Linked DNA regions of Capsicum annuum: region 1 is linked to region 2. Evidence: chromatin contacts called from public Hi-C data. All regions are on one chromosome and are shown on one strand. Each heading gives the region's core, a stretch centred on a gene start, on an enhancer-like site or on the middle of the called end of the contact. The rest is flanking DNA. Distances are from core to core; before and after follow the strand shown. Region 1 has its middle 10 kb from the start of LOC107850494. Region 2 has its middle 7.0 kb from the start of LOC124889275.

The links. Hi-C and Micro-C count contacts between places; a contact is called where the count stands out from the background.
Region 1: a contact with region 2 is called in a Hi-C map of leaf, with 2.0 times the contacts expected there. The contact joins two enhancer-like sites. A contact is called at or near these places in 2 of 5 Hi-C or Micro-C datasets (leaf and placenta).

Annotation. Positions count from the first base shown.
Region 1 is chr12:5,477,602-5,482,209 of UCD10Xv1.1, forward strand. No RefSeq gene overlaps it. Among protein-coding and RNA genes, the nearest start is that of LOC107850494, 10 kb to the right of the region's middle. Within about 2 kb of position 2,535, at least 4 of the 5 cell types and tissues checked have an H3K27ac peak or open chromatin away from gene starts, as enhancers often do. A contact at or near this core is called in leaf, where this site is marked.
Region 2 is chr12:5,418,498-5,422,880 of UCD10Xv1.1, forward strand. No RefSeq gene overlaps it. Among protein-coding and RNA genes, the nearest start is that of LOC124889275, 7.0 kb to the left of the region's middle. Within about 2 kb of position 2,579, at least 4 of the 5 cell types and tissues checked have an H3K27ac peak or open chromatin away from gene starts, as enhancers often do. A contact at or near this core is called in leaf, where this site is marked.

The DNA.
Region 1 (4,608 bases), core at 1,285-3,784, 59 kb after region 2:
CAAAATTTAATTTCCATTAGTTCTTTTACTACATCTAACAATGTTTCCGTTGAATTTTTTCCTAACCATTTTTTGATTAAGGATTTGGCAATGAGGGTACCACTGCACAGAAGGCGGACTAACAGAGGACTATACTTGCTTCCTGTGAAAAGACTATCTTCTCCAGTTTCCTTTGAAGTTTCTCTTGGTGTTTGGCATGCTCATCTAGAACATGCATCTTATCCTACCGTTGGTCAAGCATTATCATCTACTGTTTTACAGTCTAGTAAATTTTCTAGTTTGTGCACTACTTGTGTTGTTAGTAAAGTCATAAGATTTCTTTTAGTGAGTCTAGTTTTCAGGCTTCTGGCCCTCTTGATTTAATTTGTTGATGTTTGGGACCTGCCCCAGTTGTTTTTAATGATGGTTATCGTTATTATGTGATCTTTTTTTATCATTTTAGTAAATATACTTGGATTTATTTTCTTCGCTTTAAATCTGAAGTTTTGTTCGTTTTTATTCAATTTTGCGGTCTAGTTGAACAATACTTTGGTCGCCCTATTAAATGTCTCCAAGCTGACTGGGGAGGGGAGTTTCAAGCATTGACCAATTATTTACGTACTAATGGAATTACACAACGTGTTTCCTGTCTTTACACTCTCGTACAAAATGGTTGTGCAAAACGTAAACATAGGCATATTATCGAGACTAGTAGAGCATTATTACTCCATGCCAGTGTTCTTTCTCATTTTTGGACAAATGCATTTGAAATTGTCGTTAACAGATTACCCACACCACGGTTGAAAAATCAAGGGAAAAGGCTCAAATATGTCACTGAACTATCAGAAATGGCTCATTTATGCCATCCGTTAAAAATTGGGCTCATTCATGTCATCACCGTTATAAAATCGGTTCATCCATGCCATTACTTTTTAACGGTGGTTTTCAAAAAAAAATGCTTTGACATGTGGCCTCTTATTAGAGGTCCACGTCATTTTTTAAATTTTTAATTTTATTTTTTTTAAGTTTTGATTCAAATTCACCCACACCCAACCTATCACCTTAACCCACTTTAATATTACTCTTAATTTTGACCCTAGATTTAAACATATATATAATCATTTAGTCTTCAAACATGAAATTTACATACTTGAATACTACGTTTAAAATAATATAGGTTAGAATAATTAATAATTTAAAATGGCAAATGAATAAATTGTGATTAAAAAATAATTTGCTTTGACTCTCTCGAAATCCGAACATCATCACATAATTTAGGACGAAGAGAATACCACATACATGAAGGACCACAACTTTTAGTTAGGAAGAATACCTAAAAATTCCTTCTAAATTTGGATTATAAGTTGTATAATTGAATTATTGGTAGTCTTAATTATTTCGTGGACTTGGCTATTTGGTAGCCTTTATACTCTTTAACGTGGACGAGACGTAGAGCATAATTTATTTTTACGCGTGTTAGAGTTTAAAAAAATATAAAATAAATAAAAGACCACCATCCAGGTACGTAGGGTGTTTTCAGTCCAAATATTTTTTAGTGTTGTTTGATACCTACTCACGCAGACACTATTTATGTGTATATTAATGGATCTTTAATGTATATATTAAAGAATCCACCCACGCAGAAAAAAGTTATGATCTACGTCTCGTCCACGTTAAAGAATATAAAGGCTACCAAATAGCCAAATTCACGAAATAATTAAGACTACCAATAATTAAATTATAAAACTTATAATTCAAATTTAGAAGGAATTTTTAGGTATTCTTCCTAATTAAAAGTTGTGGTCATATGTTTAAATCTAGGTTAAAATTAAGAGTAATATTAAAGTGGGTTAAGGTGATAGGTTGGGTGTGGGTAAATTCTTCTTAATAGATCAAAACTAAAAAAAAAATGACGTGGACCTCTAATAAGAGGCCATGTGGCAAAGCAGTTTTTTAGAAAATCACCGTTAAAAAGTAATGGCATGGATGGACCAGTTTTATAATAGCAATGGCATGAATGAACTCAACTTTTAACGGATGACATAAATGAGTCATTTATCATAGTGCATAGTTGAGCTTTTTTCCAAAAATCAATAACCTTTTTATGCACTTTTTCAAAAGGATCCGGACAATTCTCTATTGTGTGTTTTTGGTTGTATGTGTTTTCCTTGGCTTCGTCCCTACACCAAGAACAAATTATCACCTCGATCTAAACCCTGTGTATCCTTGGGATACAGTAAACTTCATAAAGGATATAAATGTTATGATCCTCTTTCTTCAAAATCTTTTGTATTCACGTCATGTAGTTTTTGATGAATCTGTGTTTCCTTTTTCTTTGCAGGATGCGTTGGTGCCCATGAAATCAACCAATAATACCGCAGATCCTCTCACCCTACAACTGCCTCTTTCTCCTACAATACCTTCATCTCCAAATAATTTTCTTTCTAAACCTTCCAGACCAGTCCCTTTACCAGATCACTTCGAATCAGATCAGTCCCTTACATCACCAGTAGCCGAGCTGCCTGTATCCCTGACACCTTCATAGCCTCTGCCTGTTGATGTTCCGCCTTCAAATTCGGCCGCACCACATGAGTCACCACCACCTCAGTTGCCACACTCATCACCTGCTCGGCGTATGGTCACTCGAGTTCAAACTGGTTCTTTAAAGCCCCAGCAACCATTTTTTATGTCTGTGGTTACTCCAGCCTTTACGGAACCTTCTTGCTACTCTCAGGCTGTTAAGCATGAGCATTGGCGGCGTGCTATGGCTGATGAATACAATGCATTAATACGCAATGGAACCTGGCAGCTTGTTCCTTCATCCCCAACTCAAAATATCATTGGTTGTCGATGGGTGTTTAAGACAAAAATGAAGGTTGATGGTTCGTTAGACCGTTACAAGGCACGAATTGTCACCAAAGGGTATCACCAACGTTCTGGGATTGATTTTGTGGATACATTTAGTCCCGTAGTTAAGCCATCCACGATTCGGTTGTTGTTATCCTTGGCCGTAACTAATGGTTGGCATATCACACAGTTGGATATCTTCAATGCTTTTCTTCATGATAACTTGGATTAGGTTGTTTATATGTCTCAACCTCCTAGTTTTGTAATCCCTCTCGCGCAGACCATGTGTGTCTTCTCAAAAGATCCCTATATGGTCTCAAACAAGCTCCTCGAATGTGGAACAAGCGATTTACTAAAGCTCTCACTTCACTAGGATTCTCGGGTTCTAAGACGGACAGTTCTTTGTTTTATATGTCTACTCTGAGTGACAAGATTTTTTGTCTGATATATGTGGATGATATTTTGGTGCTTGGCAATAATCCTGCCCATATTAAGTCTTTGGTTGCGCACCTCCAATCCCAATTTGTTGTACGTGATTTGGGGTCTCTTTCTTATTTTTTGGGTGTATCAGCAACTAGAACTAGTGAAGGTTTGTTTTTATCTCAAAGAAAATATGGTGAGGAGCTCCTTCAACGTGTCTAGATGGAGTCTTGCAGTCCTGTTAACACTCCTATTTACCCATCTTCCAAGCTTTCATCATCTGGAGGTGTTCCATTCAATGATCCGACGTTGTATCGTAGCATAGTTGGTGGGCTGCAGTACTTGACCTTCACGCGTCCAGATTTGGCGTATGTAGTGAATAAAGTTTCTCAATTCATGCATTGTCCTATGGATACTCATTGGGTGGCAGTGAAACGTATACTGCATTATACTAAAGGTTCATTAGCTCATGGTCTGTTCTTTTCACTTCGATCTACTACATTACTTCATGGCTATGCCGATTCCGATTGGGGGTGAGATGTGGATGATAGGAAATCCACCACTAGATCTGCTATATACTTCGGTAATCATTTGATTTCATGGTCATCAAGGAAGCAAAAAGCGGTATCCCGATCAAGCACTGCGGCCGAGTATAAAGCACTAGTTGCTGCAACTTCAGAAATTACTTGGGTGGAGTTTTTGCTGCAAGAAATTGGCAACTTTACCTCTTCTACACCTATTCTCTGGTGTGACAATTTAAGTGCTACATACTTAACAGCCAATCCCATTTTCCATTCTCGCACGAAACATATGGAGATTGATTTCCATTTTGTTCTAGACAAGGTTCGTGCTAAGACTCTTTCAGTTCGTTATGTCAGTTCTCATGATCTAGTTGCAGATCTATTGACAAAGCAATTGTCCAAGTCACGGTTTCTTGAGTTGCAGTCCAAGTTGACAGTAGTCCAGACCCCTGCTCAACTTGAGGGGGACTGAAGAAGATAACGTTGGATTAGTATACATAGGATTGTTATTCTCATGACTTGGTGTAGGACTCTCTGTACATATTTTCATTTAGGACACTTACGTAATCTGTATATATAAATATAGGAGTGTATTTTTAACATAATATGATTGAAAACCCTTTCACGACCTACATCTCATCCTAAAAACAAAGAAACACTTCCAGCTAACTCACATAGTATGGATGTGCCAATTTCTGACTTGAAAATTGATCCAAAAGTTGACAAAGGGCATTTGCTGAATCCAAAGATGACACTAAAACATCGGATCCAAAACTAAGTAAGGCAACAGTGAAGAACACTTCAAAACCTGTCTCAAACATATTATATAAGTGCGTTTAGT
Region 2 (4,383 bases), core at 1,329-3,828:
ATCAAAAGAAGAGTTTAGGAATCAAGAAATTGAAACTATGGAATCAAACCTTGAGCAATGGAGTAATTAAAGTGTTAAAATGCACTTTGCAAGCTCGAATTTTGCGTTTCGGACTTGATTTGTGTTGGGAGGGGCTGATCTGCGTTTGGTGACCTGCTTTAGCCTGCTTTAGCAGGTGGGGCGCATTTCCAAGGCAGCCTGGATGCAGGTAACACTGCTTTGAGGTGCCTTTGTGCTGCTGCAGCAGCTCCAACGCAGGTCCAAGGCAGCTTGGGCGCAGGTCAGCTGCCAGCATGCACAAGGGGCCGAAAATGAAATTGTTGTGGTCACTTTTTTGTTCTTTTCTCTTGGGATATTCTTGGAACCTTTGAAGATGCTAAATACTAACAACTTTACACTCTTTTTACTTCTCCTTTGAGGATCAAATACCAATTTTTGATGAAGATTCAACTTGAAGATTTGAATGTCTTCAAGAACTTCAAAAATCTCTAACTCTTAAACCGTTGATCAGAATGCGATGAAATTTTGAACCAAGGCTATTTTCAACCTTCTAAACACATTCCAATCATTAATTTTCCCAAATTCTTCACCAAAATCTTCAGATTTTGCAATCAACTTCAAAATCTTCAACCCAAGCTTCCAATAAGGATAGAACACTACGTTTAAGTGTGAGATACTTACAGTCAACTTTATAATTTTTCTTTCTCATGTTCTTAAATTCTAAGATAATCAACTTAAATATGCTACCTTCTTTAATTATATTATATAAATTAGTCCCAATAAATCGTCAAACCTCAATCGTATTCCGATTGAGAATGGTACTCTAATGGAGAGAACAACAACATACCCAATATATTCTCACTAAGTGGGATTTGGGAAGGGTAAGTGTACACAATCTCACTAAGTGGGATTTGGGAAGGGTAAGTGTACACAATCCATACCACTACCTTAGAGGTGATAGGGAGATTGTTTCCGATAGATCTCCAGCTCTACTCTAATTGCAAGTGAGGTATAGAAATGCAAAGAGAAAACCCAGAATAGCTTTTATTGAAACTGAGAACAAGAGTAAGCAAGCAGACAATATGACCATTAGCGAGCAACAGATAAACTAACAATAAGAGTAAGAGGTTGTAAAGATTAAACAATGCCTCGATCATACATAAGCAACATTAAATAAGTGATTTGGGAGAGATTAAGCTTTCTGTAAAAGCGAGTCCACCCTGAATTCTATCGCATTGAGGCCGTACTCCAAATGGCCCATTGAGCGTCCTAAATGCATGCCCTCCCGTACCTATGCACCAGTACAACAATTCACCATCCGCAAACCTATATTTCGGTATGGTCAAATAACTCTTTGATAGTTAACAACGAAGTCCACTATCCCTTGACATCGTAGTCTTTCAATACCCATAGCTTAAATGTTCCCTGGAGATCAGAATTAGAATATACACAAAGCATACCATCCAACGCTGAAATGACACACGTGATGCGTCGTCTTTGCAAGCATGATAATTGCTCTGGCAAAGGTATATCTCCATATACTTCATTAGAAATACTAAATGAAACCACTGACTGACTTATTGAAGGCATAGAATAATCTCCACGCATGCCAGTCCAATGAAATGCCCCATTTACGAATGGCAAACAATACGTGCCAATGTTATGACTGAAGATGCCACGAGAATGTTTATCAATATATCTCCAGGAACAACCACTTTTCTTCGCGAGAATTTCACCTGGACAATCTCTGCTGAGATAAGTTGCTACGATCTTATAGCCACCAGAAGCTAAGTCATAACCCAGTCCCACAAAAATACCCGAGTAATCTGGAAATTGTGGATCAGGAAGTGGGGCTGATTCTCCAGTGGAGGGGTTCCACAGCAAATATCTTATTTGCCGAACATCAATATCATAATATGCAGCTATAATAGCCAAGCCATCACAGCAGCAAGCTAGGTGCAATCTACGTGGTTTATAGATTGAATGGAAATCAAGACGTCGTATATTCCCAACTGGTTGAGCCGCCGCCGATGGTGATAAATTTAAACAATCGATGGAAATTGTATCATCTTGAGGGAACCATTGGCAAATAAGTAGTTTCTGGGAATTCGGGTCATTCTTGGTACCATCATCTTAAAGTAAGAATCTGAGATTAATGTTCTCCAATAATTTGAAACACATTTGAATTTACAAAGAGACCGCACAGGTAATCTGATGAGGATCTCCATATAAGTATTTCGTCTCCCAAGTGAGTTGCCATGGCCTATCAAACGTGTAATTTCTCAATCATAAAATCTGCAACAATAATAATAGTAATATCTTAAGAAAGTAACAGGGAACTCACCCACCACATCAACATACATTTGCTCCGTATTATTTGAAACCAAAACGCCCTTGTCTGCAAATTTAATTGGATATCCAGATCAGTCAGTCAGAGGTTAAACACGCACACACAGATAGAGTGAGAGAGTGTGGTGCGTGCAAAAAAAATAATATAACACCTTTTTGATCATGAGGTACTGGTTTCTTTTCTTCTACTTCTGTTGGCATCCGTAAAGATTAAACTTTTGTGCAGCTTCATTTTCATTGGTAATACTGGTAACTTGATTGAATAGATAAGGCGGTTTTTCTGTCATTGAAACCGATTTACTTGCTTCTCTACTTACTAATAGTTTTTACCCTCTTCTTCCACAACTATTGGTAAGACTCCCATCTTTTGGATGTAGGTTGCTAGGGTTTTTCTCTCTCTGCAGTTGCTTTACATTCGTTCCCAATTTCACTAATTGGGCCACTTTGGATAGGGTCCATATGTATCTGGCAATGGGTTGCAGCGGGGTGGCTTTTGAGTTATGATATAATATTTCTGAAACATATACTTAGTTCTCTAAACCAAAAAATTAATCAAAATTTTGTATACATTACATCTCCGTACTTTTGAAACATTATGATTCTGATATATAATTTTTAGATCAGACTATCTTCGACCAGAACGGAGGAAACGAACACCAAATTCACCACCCAATACCAAGTCGACCATCCAAATATCAATGCCAAGCTGACCTCCCAAAGTGATGCCAACCAGAAAATATCAAATCCACCACCCAACACAATTCCGGCAAAATTTAAATCGTCGAACAACCACCATTGTGGCGAAATTCAAATCGTATTGTTGTTCTTGCAAAAATTGTTGTTCTTGTAAATTCAATAATATCAGAAAAATAAAAAAAAATTAAAGAAAAAGAAACGATCAATAAAGATGAAAGAAATAGAGCCAATTCTAGTTCATTGAATCGCGAAATCAGTCGTGAGAATTCTCTGTTTTGAGTGTTGGAAAAAAGGGAAATTAGACGATGGTGCACTAAGTTGTTGAAAATTGGAGGGAGTGTTGCCGATTGTTAATGATGTTAATTGGGGGAGAAGGTGGAATGAAGGAGTCCAAACATTTTTCACGTGATTTACTTTCCTAAATAAATGCAATTCTGTTATTTCCTTATTTAACTAAACGATTAGTTTTAAATGTATCACAACCAATATTTATCAAGGCCTAACTTATGTATCACAAAATAGTTTTCGAAATTTTATGTATTAAAAAAAGTTATGATAAAAAGTATTGTTGGCTCCTTAATTTATGGGGTTTGTATAAGTTACTCTAAAACCTCCCAGTAGTAATTAGTTTGTGCTTTAGTATCTTGAATATTTGCTAGTAAGCATGTTATATGGGTCTAAGGGATTGTTAGATCTTATTATGTTATCTTTATGCTCTCTTTTTTCAACTCTTAAAACACTTTAGCTTGTAGTAAACTTGAATTTGTAACTCTTGAGTGTGACCTTTATTCTTAGTTTAAGAAACAAGCAGGGTAGCTTAAGAATAAAAGTAAAGCGTTTGCTTTGGATTCTCAAAAATTTTAAAAATAGTGAAATACATTTAAAAAAATAATCTAAAAAAGGAATTAAAGAAAGAAAAAGCTATATATGAAGGATTGATCGTATTCACTGCTAATCGTGCAGTTTCCTTCCAGTGATAAGGCTTTCAGATAGTGGAAGTGGTCTTTCACTTGAGTTCCCGGCAACAAAGAACGGCTAAAGCTCATCGCAAAATCGGAAAGAACTCCAGCCCACATAGATTTTTTTATCAAAAATATTTTAAAGCTTTAAATTAAACAACTCAAACTTCATATTAATAAATAAAGTGTTAACAACAATATCCAAGTTAATCTATTCCAAACAAATGGCTAACATTTTATTAACTAAAATACTTTTATTAATAATCATATTAATATGTGAAGTTAAAAGTTATGTGTCTTTTAGAAATACTACACTAAAAATAACTAATACATAAAAACAAAAAAAGACAACTTTACATTATTACAATATTATATTTGT